2 separate regions of the Zea mays genome follow, and region 2 is linked to region 1. The links are chromatin contacts, called in public Hi-C maps. All regions are on one chromosome and are shown on one strand. The core of a region is the stretch at or near the end of the contact, and the rest is flanking DNA. Distances in the headings are between cores, read along the strand shown.

What was found. Hi-C and Micro-C count contacts between places; a contact is called where the count stands out from the background.
Region 2: a contact with region 1 is called in a Hi-C map of tassel, with 3 times the contacts expected there. The contact joins the promoter of LOC100273638 here to the promoter of LOC103654224 in region 1. A contact is called at or near these places in 5 of 25 Hi-C or Micro-C datasets (ear, endosperm, leaf and 1 more).

What each region holds. Positions count from the first base shown.
Region 1 is chr4:183,249,031-183,252,682 of Zm-B73-REFERENCE-NAM-5.0, reverse strand. It overlaps LOC103654224, which reads left to right and starts at 1,843. Exons shown (of 19, transcript XM_020552746.2): 1 at 1,843-3,454. The coding sequence starts at 2,113.
Region 2 is chr4:183,564,846-183,568,797 of Zm-B73-REFERENCE-NAM-5.0, reverse strand. It overlaps LOC100273638, which reads right to left and starts at 2,569. Exons shown (of 3, transcript NM_001148054.1): 1 at 1,872-2,569. The coding sequence starts at 2,290.

The DNA.
Region 1 (3,652 bases), core at 594-3,093:
GAGCACGGGCGAGCGAGGACGCGGCCGAGCGAGGACACGGCCGGGCGAGGCCGGGCGCGGGGGCGGGTGGTCGAGCCGGGCGCGGGGGGAGCGGCCGAGCCGGGGCGGCGCGGGGCTCGCCGGAGGCGGGCCGGACGGGGGCGGCCGGACGCGAGGGGCCGAGCGGGGCTCGCGCGGGGGCGGCCGAGCCGGGGCAGCCGGGGCGCGGCGAGGGGCGGGCTCGCCGGAGCGTGGCGCGCCGGGGCCGGGGGTGGCCGAGGCGGGGCGGCCGAGCCGGGGGTGGTCGAGGCCGGGGCCGAGCTCGCCGAGCCGGGGGCGGCCGGGCCGGGGACGGGCGGGGGGCGGCGCGGGGAGGGCGGCCGAGCGGGCGGCCGAGCGCGGGGCGGCCGAGGGCGACCGGGCGCGGGCGAGGCCGGGGCGGCCGGGGCCGGGGCCGAGCTCGCCGGGGCCGAGGCGGGCGCGCCCATGGCGCGGGGGCGGGGGACGCCGGCGGGAGGGAAGGAGGAGGGAGGGGAGGAGAGGAGGGAGGGGGGAGGGAGAAACCTCACCGGAGAGGGAGGCCGGCGCGGCGGCGGCGTGGGGGCAGGACGGGGGCGACGACGACTAGGGTTAGGGTGAGAGAGAGAGAGAGGGGGGATGACGAGCGGGGCCCGCGGGGAGGGGATTTTTGGAAAAAAGAAAAGGGGAGGGGGCGGTTGGGCCGGTTGGGGGTGGGGGGGCGCGGCTGGGCCGCCAGGCGGCCCACGGTGGGAAGGAAAGGGGGAGGGGCGGCTGGGCCACCGCGAGGCCCACGCGGGGGGAAGGGGGGGGGGGGGCGGTTGGGCCGAAAATGGGGAAGGAGGGGGAAGAGGAGAAGGAAAAGGTTTTCTTTTTCTAAAATCTATTTTCCTCTAGATGAATGCATTCACATTTTTAAACAATCAAAAGGTATGCATGGTTCGGCATGGTGCATCACACAAAATAAAATATTTTAGGGTTTTGCTTTACATGGGACCTCAAGCCGAATCCTGCTATACTTTGGAAAAGATCAAAGTTTAGCGAGGGGAAAAGGGAAAAGGAAAGGGTAACGCCTGAATTTGGTGAGGGAAAAGAAGAAAAAAAATTCTACCCCTAAATTCAGGGCGTTACAATATGCCATCCCTGCAAACATACAACAGAGATTTATCGATATCGCTAAAAAAGTAGCTGATTAGTGTACAGTTGTCGACACATTTGTCTGTAATTAAAAATTCTAAATTAACTTTTTAGAAATAATTTGTGTGATATTGTTAATGTTTTTCACACATATTTTGCATATTATAGTGATGCTTGTCGTTCCGTATCAATGTTTCATACAAATCTTTTACTTCTGTCGCAACGCACAGACACATATCTATAACAATATAACACATATGTACATAAGTTTTCATGTTATTATACGGTTCCGTTGCAACGCACGGGCACTCACCTAGTGCTAAAAAATGTTTGGACTCAAGAAGTGGATACATGATTACAACCATGATATGTGTGAAATGATCTTACACAGTATCCGACAAAATTTCTGTTATCGACAATATCCATGTTCGACTAGTTCCGTATTCGAGACACGACTATCCATATTTGAATTTGTTTGAATTCGAAAACATTCGTATTCTTATACAAATCTATCCGTATTCAAATTCGAAACCGAATAAAAATATAGAAACAAATATGGTTTGAGTGCATACACCGTCCCTCCGCCCACTGCATCCGAGAGGCAGCCGGATCTTCTACTGGCCAGTTACTGACGTGCGGGTCCGATTAGCGCCTGGCCCCACACGGCAGTGGTCGGAAGTTAACGCAGAGTAGCTGCTTCCATCCGACAGACCGACCGAGACCCACACCCACGCTCCGCCCACTGCATCCGACTATCCGAGAGACCGACACCCACACCCACGCGAAAAACTCGGGCCGGGAAAAATTCGCCAGGAAAGAGAACGCTCGGAAGGGAAACACAAGCTCGGGCTCGAGACGAAACCCTAACCCTAGCTCGGCCCGTCTCTCCGCCGTCCCTTATCGCCGGAGGTCTCCCCCTGCGACGCAGCCTCCGCGGGGGGCTCCGGCGGCGATGTGCCCCTCCCTGTTGAGGGCGTAATGAACGGGGAAATGGCCCGCGCTGAGGCCTTGCCCCAGGAGGAGGCCCCTGGGTTCGGTGTCGACCTGTATGCGCAGGCCACCAAGGCTGTGTCCCTGCGGACGCCGTTCGAGGGCGACGAGGCGGCGCCCAGGGTTCCCACGCTGCCGGCGCGGCTCGTCAGCTGGGCAGGGCCGGGGGACGCCCGGAAGAAGCACAAGAAGATTCTGCCTCCCCCTCCGGACGATGCTGCTCCGGAGCCTCCACCACAGTCACCTGTAGCCACCCCTGCGAAGGTTGGCTTGTGGGACCAGTTTGAGGCTTATTTCCGTCCTGTAACACTGGCTGATATCGAAATGTTAAGACCAAAGCTCCCATTCGGCTACAGCAATGTCGACTCATGTATGCTAATACCATTTCTGGGGAGTGGCAAGGAATTAATAAACCAAGCTGAGACATATGACGTGGCTGTGGCTGAAACAACCTCGTATTTGGGTGTTGGTGGCGAAGAAGTGGTCAGCAACCGGGAGCGCGGAGTGCAAAGTGTGCATCTGGCTAGTCAGAAAGAGAGGAATGATCAAAGCGATGAACATGACATACATGATGTGGTTGTGCAACAGATGGTCAGTGACAAAGAGCTTAATATGCACAGAGGGGAACATGGCATACACGAAGTTTCTGTTCAGTTGGGAGGGAGATCATTTGGAGTGGATCAAGCTGGGAGCAGCAGTGGCGTTGTGCTAGCACAATGTCCCAAGGAGGAAGGAACTTCACTTAATTGGTTGCTAGGAGCAACAGGCCGGTTTGTTCTCACTTCAGAGCGGCCCAACAAGAAGAGAAAGCTTCTGGGTGTCGATGCTGGGTTAGAGCAGCTTGTTCTGCTTCCACGCGTAGGGGCTGAGGCATCTTCAAGCTGTGATGTTTGTTGTCTTGGAGAAAGTTCCATGGAGTCCAATAGGATAGTTAACTGCAGCAACTGCAAGGTGTCAGTGCACCAGAAGTGTTATGGTTTGCATGCTGTGCCTGATGGGCAATGGTTGTGTGCTTGGTGTACATATCTAGAGTCTACAGGGTGGTCATTGAAGGAAGATGCTGGCGGCACCCCGTCGATGCCTTGTGCTTTATGCCCAAAGGAGAAAGGGGCTCTTAAACCCGTTAAAGTGGAGCCTACTCGAAATGCGGGTGTTGGCCACCAAAAGTTTGTGCACTTGTTCTGTAGTCTCTGGGCACCAGAGGTTTTTGTTGAGGACATGGAGTCAATGGAACCTGTATTTAGCCTTGAAAATGTCCAAGAGAATCGGATGAAGTTGACGTGCAGTATCTGCAAGATTAAGCATGGCGCATGTGTCCGATGTAGTCACGGTATGTATTGTTCACACCATGTTTTCAGCTTCTGCTAAAAAGAATTGTGAAAACCTGACATATATCTTCTTATGTTTCAGTTTATATGCTATCATGATTTAGGAAAGTGTATTCTACTGCTATTTAGGAAATGTACAGTTTCTACAGCTGTATTAGACTGTCCCTTTTTTGTGTGTATCAACTGTCTTTCTTTAATGA
Region 2 (3,952 bases), core at 1,320-3,819, 320 kb before region 1:
CTGGTCGACCTCTGGTCGTCCGTTAGTCGTCCTATAGATTTAAGGACATATGCATATGTATATAACTATATAAACACTGCATTTCTGCAATAATATAGGCATAATTAGTAGCAGACTAGCACGTCCACAGCCACCATTAAAATCTGAACAGACAACACAAACACACAAACAGAGATGCACGGTAACTACTGGGTATTGGGCTACTGCCTACTGGGAGATACCAGATGACTGCTATCTTCCGGACGCTGCAGAGGTAATAGAGGGAAAGGGAAGGGAGACTGGGAGATAATCAGAGAAGGGAGAGCAGGTGCTACCTTCAGATGACGAGCTCATCTTCAATTCTTGACTAGCTGACAGACGTAGGAGCACTGGAGTACTGGACGGTTGGAGCACTTGGAGGCTGGAGCAGAGACGTCGGCAGAAACCAGAGAGGACAGAGGAGAGGAGTAGGGTTTCTAGCGGCTGGGAAGGGTTATGGCGGGTTTCTGGCGGCTGGGAGGGTTTTTGGAGGAACGGGCTACTGTAGATGGGCCAAAAACCAGAGTGAAGCCCAGTACCAAAATTGCAACGACCAAAAACGACCAGGAAGTGTTCGACCAGACGACTAATCGCCCAGGTCGACGACTAGTCGGACGACTAGAAACCCTAATCGCGTCGTCCTCCTAATCGCCCTCTTCCAGGCGACCAGACCGACTAATCGCGATTAGTCGGACGACTTGTAAACACTGGTCTGAAATTCGTTTCCACTGGGATTCGAACTCAGGAGCTTAAGTAGTGCTACTCAGACCACCTAACCAACTCAGCTAGATACCCTTTCGCCTTTTGTAAAAGAAAGGAGGAAACACATTTTGGAATTAACTATCTAAACAAATATGCATGTTAAAATAGTGCAAGTTCCTCTCAAAATGAACTATTGCTCTAAAAAATAGAGCAGGTACTTAAAGATCAGTGTTTCAGAATTTTGCTGGCACAGAGCCAAGCGCTGCAGCCAATCGAGACCAGAACATATTAAGTGCTCAGGCCTCAGGGAGTAGGATTAAATGCAAACGCTCCTATAAGAGTTGTAGATTTTGTGTTTTTTTTCTGCAGCATGTTATGACACCTTCCCCTCAAATTGCGACCTATGATAATTTATACTCGTATATATGTAATACATGATAGATTAATCTACTGCATGCCTTGTGGTGGAATATGTTGTGCAACCAATTGTGCAAAACCAATTGAACTACTCCTTCCATCCCCAAAAAGAATACAAATCTTGGTTCTTGAGGAGTCAAACAATCCCAAATTTGACCAAATATATACACAGAAACTATTAATATTTGCTATGCCTAATAAGTATTACTAGATTAATTATGGAATCTATTTTCAATAAACTTATATGAAGATACAAATGTTGATACTATCATAAACCTAGTGAAACATGGGACTGTTTGGCTCCTTGTTAACCGAGATTTCCATTCTTTTTGGGACAGAAGGAATAATTCACAATTTTATCTTTTTTAAAAAAACAAATAAATAATATACTTTGATTTAAAGAAAACAATAAATACATAGCTTTCTCTACATTGTTTATAGTGTTATGTCCAGCATAAAACCAACTGTGGTCATTATAGCAATGGAGTTGAATACAAAAAGAAAAAAAATATAGATGTAATTGATCCAATGGTGCCTCCTGGGCATTGTCAGCATTCCAGGCTCATGCACGATAAGTTTACCTAGCAGGCATTAAGTTCGATGAATTGCGACAGCATCAATGACCTACGGTATTAGGCTATTCTAAAATTTATTAGCATGGATGACAAAGTCCGTGATGAATTTCTGGTGCCAACAAACAAAACAGGAGGCAGGAAGAGAGAAATGTTGCGTACTTGCCGGAGTGGAGGATCATCCGTACGAAGCCAACGAGCGGCACGGTGTCCTCGAGGATAAGGTCCTCCCAATCCACCCACTCCCTCTCCGGCGCCTTCCTCCTCCCCCGGACCCCTTCCTCCTCGGGCGCCTCGTCCTCCCCGGGGCCATCAAACGAGGACCCCGCATCGGCCTCCCTCTCCTCCTCCGTCGACGTCACCGTCGCTACCTCCGGCCGGCGCAGGAAGGCCGCCGGGTCGGGCGGCGCCGCGCCTTGCTCGCGCGCCCTCACCGCCGCAACCGCGCGGCCGTGCCCGCGCCTCCGGTCCCAGAGGGCCAGCAGGCAAGAGGTCGAGGCGGGGTGAGCCACGGGGGCGAGGCGAGGGCGGGCGACCGCCGGCGCGGCCATGGCGAGCGCGCGCGGCGAGGGGAAGTGCATGTGTGCGCGGCGAGGCGGCTGCGGCTCGGTTGGCGGGTTCGGGCGTTACGGCATGGGTACGAGCGCGGCGCGCCGTGTTCCAGGACCGGCCTCGCGCGGCGGGCCGGGCGGCGGAGTGAGTGAGTGAGGGGGCGTCGCGTGGCGGTGGCTCGTCGGGGGGGTTTTCCGAGCTGGAGGGGCCGGGGTCTGGGTTGCGCCTTGTTGCGCGGCGGGTGGGGGGGAATCGGGATGGTGCAAGCAGTGGCTGGGAAGTTAGCCGCGATGCTGCATGAGGGAGTGGATAGGTCTGGCTCTGTCACTCTGTGGTAGCAGTGTAGTAGCACGGGAATGAGCAGCGAGACTAAGTTGTTAGTTGGTTTTAGCTACGTTAAAGCAATATATCTAACAATTAACTGGTCTACTAGCAGATTCGTTCTAAACTTCTAAACTTTCGGCTAAATTTAACCTTTAACTAGTAGTTTTAGATTTGGAACATGGCCTTCAAGTAGAAAAGTTTAGAAAAACGGCAGACAACATGCCTATACTTCGTTGGCATGGTCACCGCTGTGCATCGGCGAACGGAGAGAAGTGGGGTGATATTTCCCGAGGCCTAGACCCCCCCTTTGTCGTAAATCATTTATGTCTACTTTGTATGGCAGAAATTTCAGAGAACGTATTATAGAAATTTTTAAAAAGTTGATTTCACAGAAAAAACGCAGAAAATGGAAGAAGAGAAACCCCCGCAAGCCGAAGGAGGCCTTAAAAACTTTAGGAAGCCATCTATATACCAACCTGGCCAGCCCAATCGTTTTGGGCCCAGGCCCAGAAAAGCCTAGGATCTATTGCCGCTGACGGCAGAGACGCGCAGCCCGCGAGCACGACTTGGGTTTGGATGCAGCCGCAAGGACCCTGGGTGGCGCTGCGGCCCGTTTGATCAAGCTGTTGCCACTCGAGAACCTAGTAGCTCCGGCGGGCAGGCTCCCATGTCAGATGTGAGGTGTGTGATTTCCTGTCTAATCATGAAAAAGAAGACCACATTCGATGGTGTGCTGTGCAGGGCAGTCTTTGAGCCTGGAACAAGAAGAAGAAAAAATCCATCGACAGTTGGGCACAGCACGGCTGGCTGCTGCCGGGCCTTGAGCAATCACGGGAGGATCTCCCTGTTCACCCATGTTGTACCCTGTGCAATCATCACCCTCGGGCGATTAACAAATACTGTACCGCACGTAAGCACTGACAGGACGATGCATCACGCCACACTCGAGAGTCGAGACTCGAGACCATAAAACAGCAGGGCACCGGCGGTACGGCCGGCGCGGCGCCATCGTCTATCCTGGGCCCTGCCTGCCGGCTGCCGCCGCGTGCGTGGCGCGCAGCAACCCCGTACCGCGGCGGCCCCAGGTTTCCGGCGTCGGCGCGGGCCCAACCGCCAGCAGCGGACAACCGAGATCGATCCTGACCGGATGGCCGGGGCGTGCTGTCAGGTACTCAGGTGGCCCCCCGGGCCCCGGCGCCGCAGCGTGGGACACGACACAACACGACTACACGAGGGATACGGATACCAGACCATGTACACTCGACAGAGGTGCTCCTGCACGTACTACTAGTCTACTACGGTGTGACGATGCATACAAAGTTCTCTGCAAGACTCTCGATTCTACTCCTTATCTTATCCTTTATTTT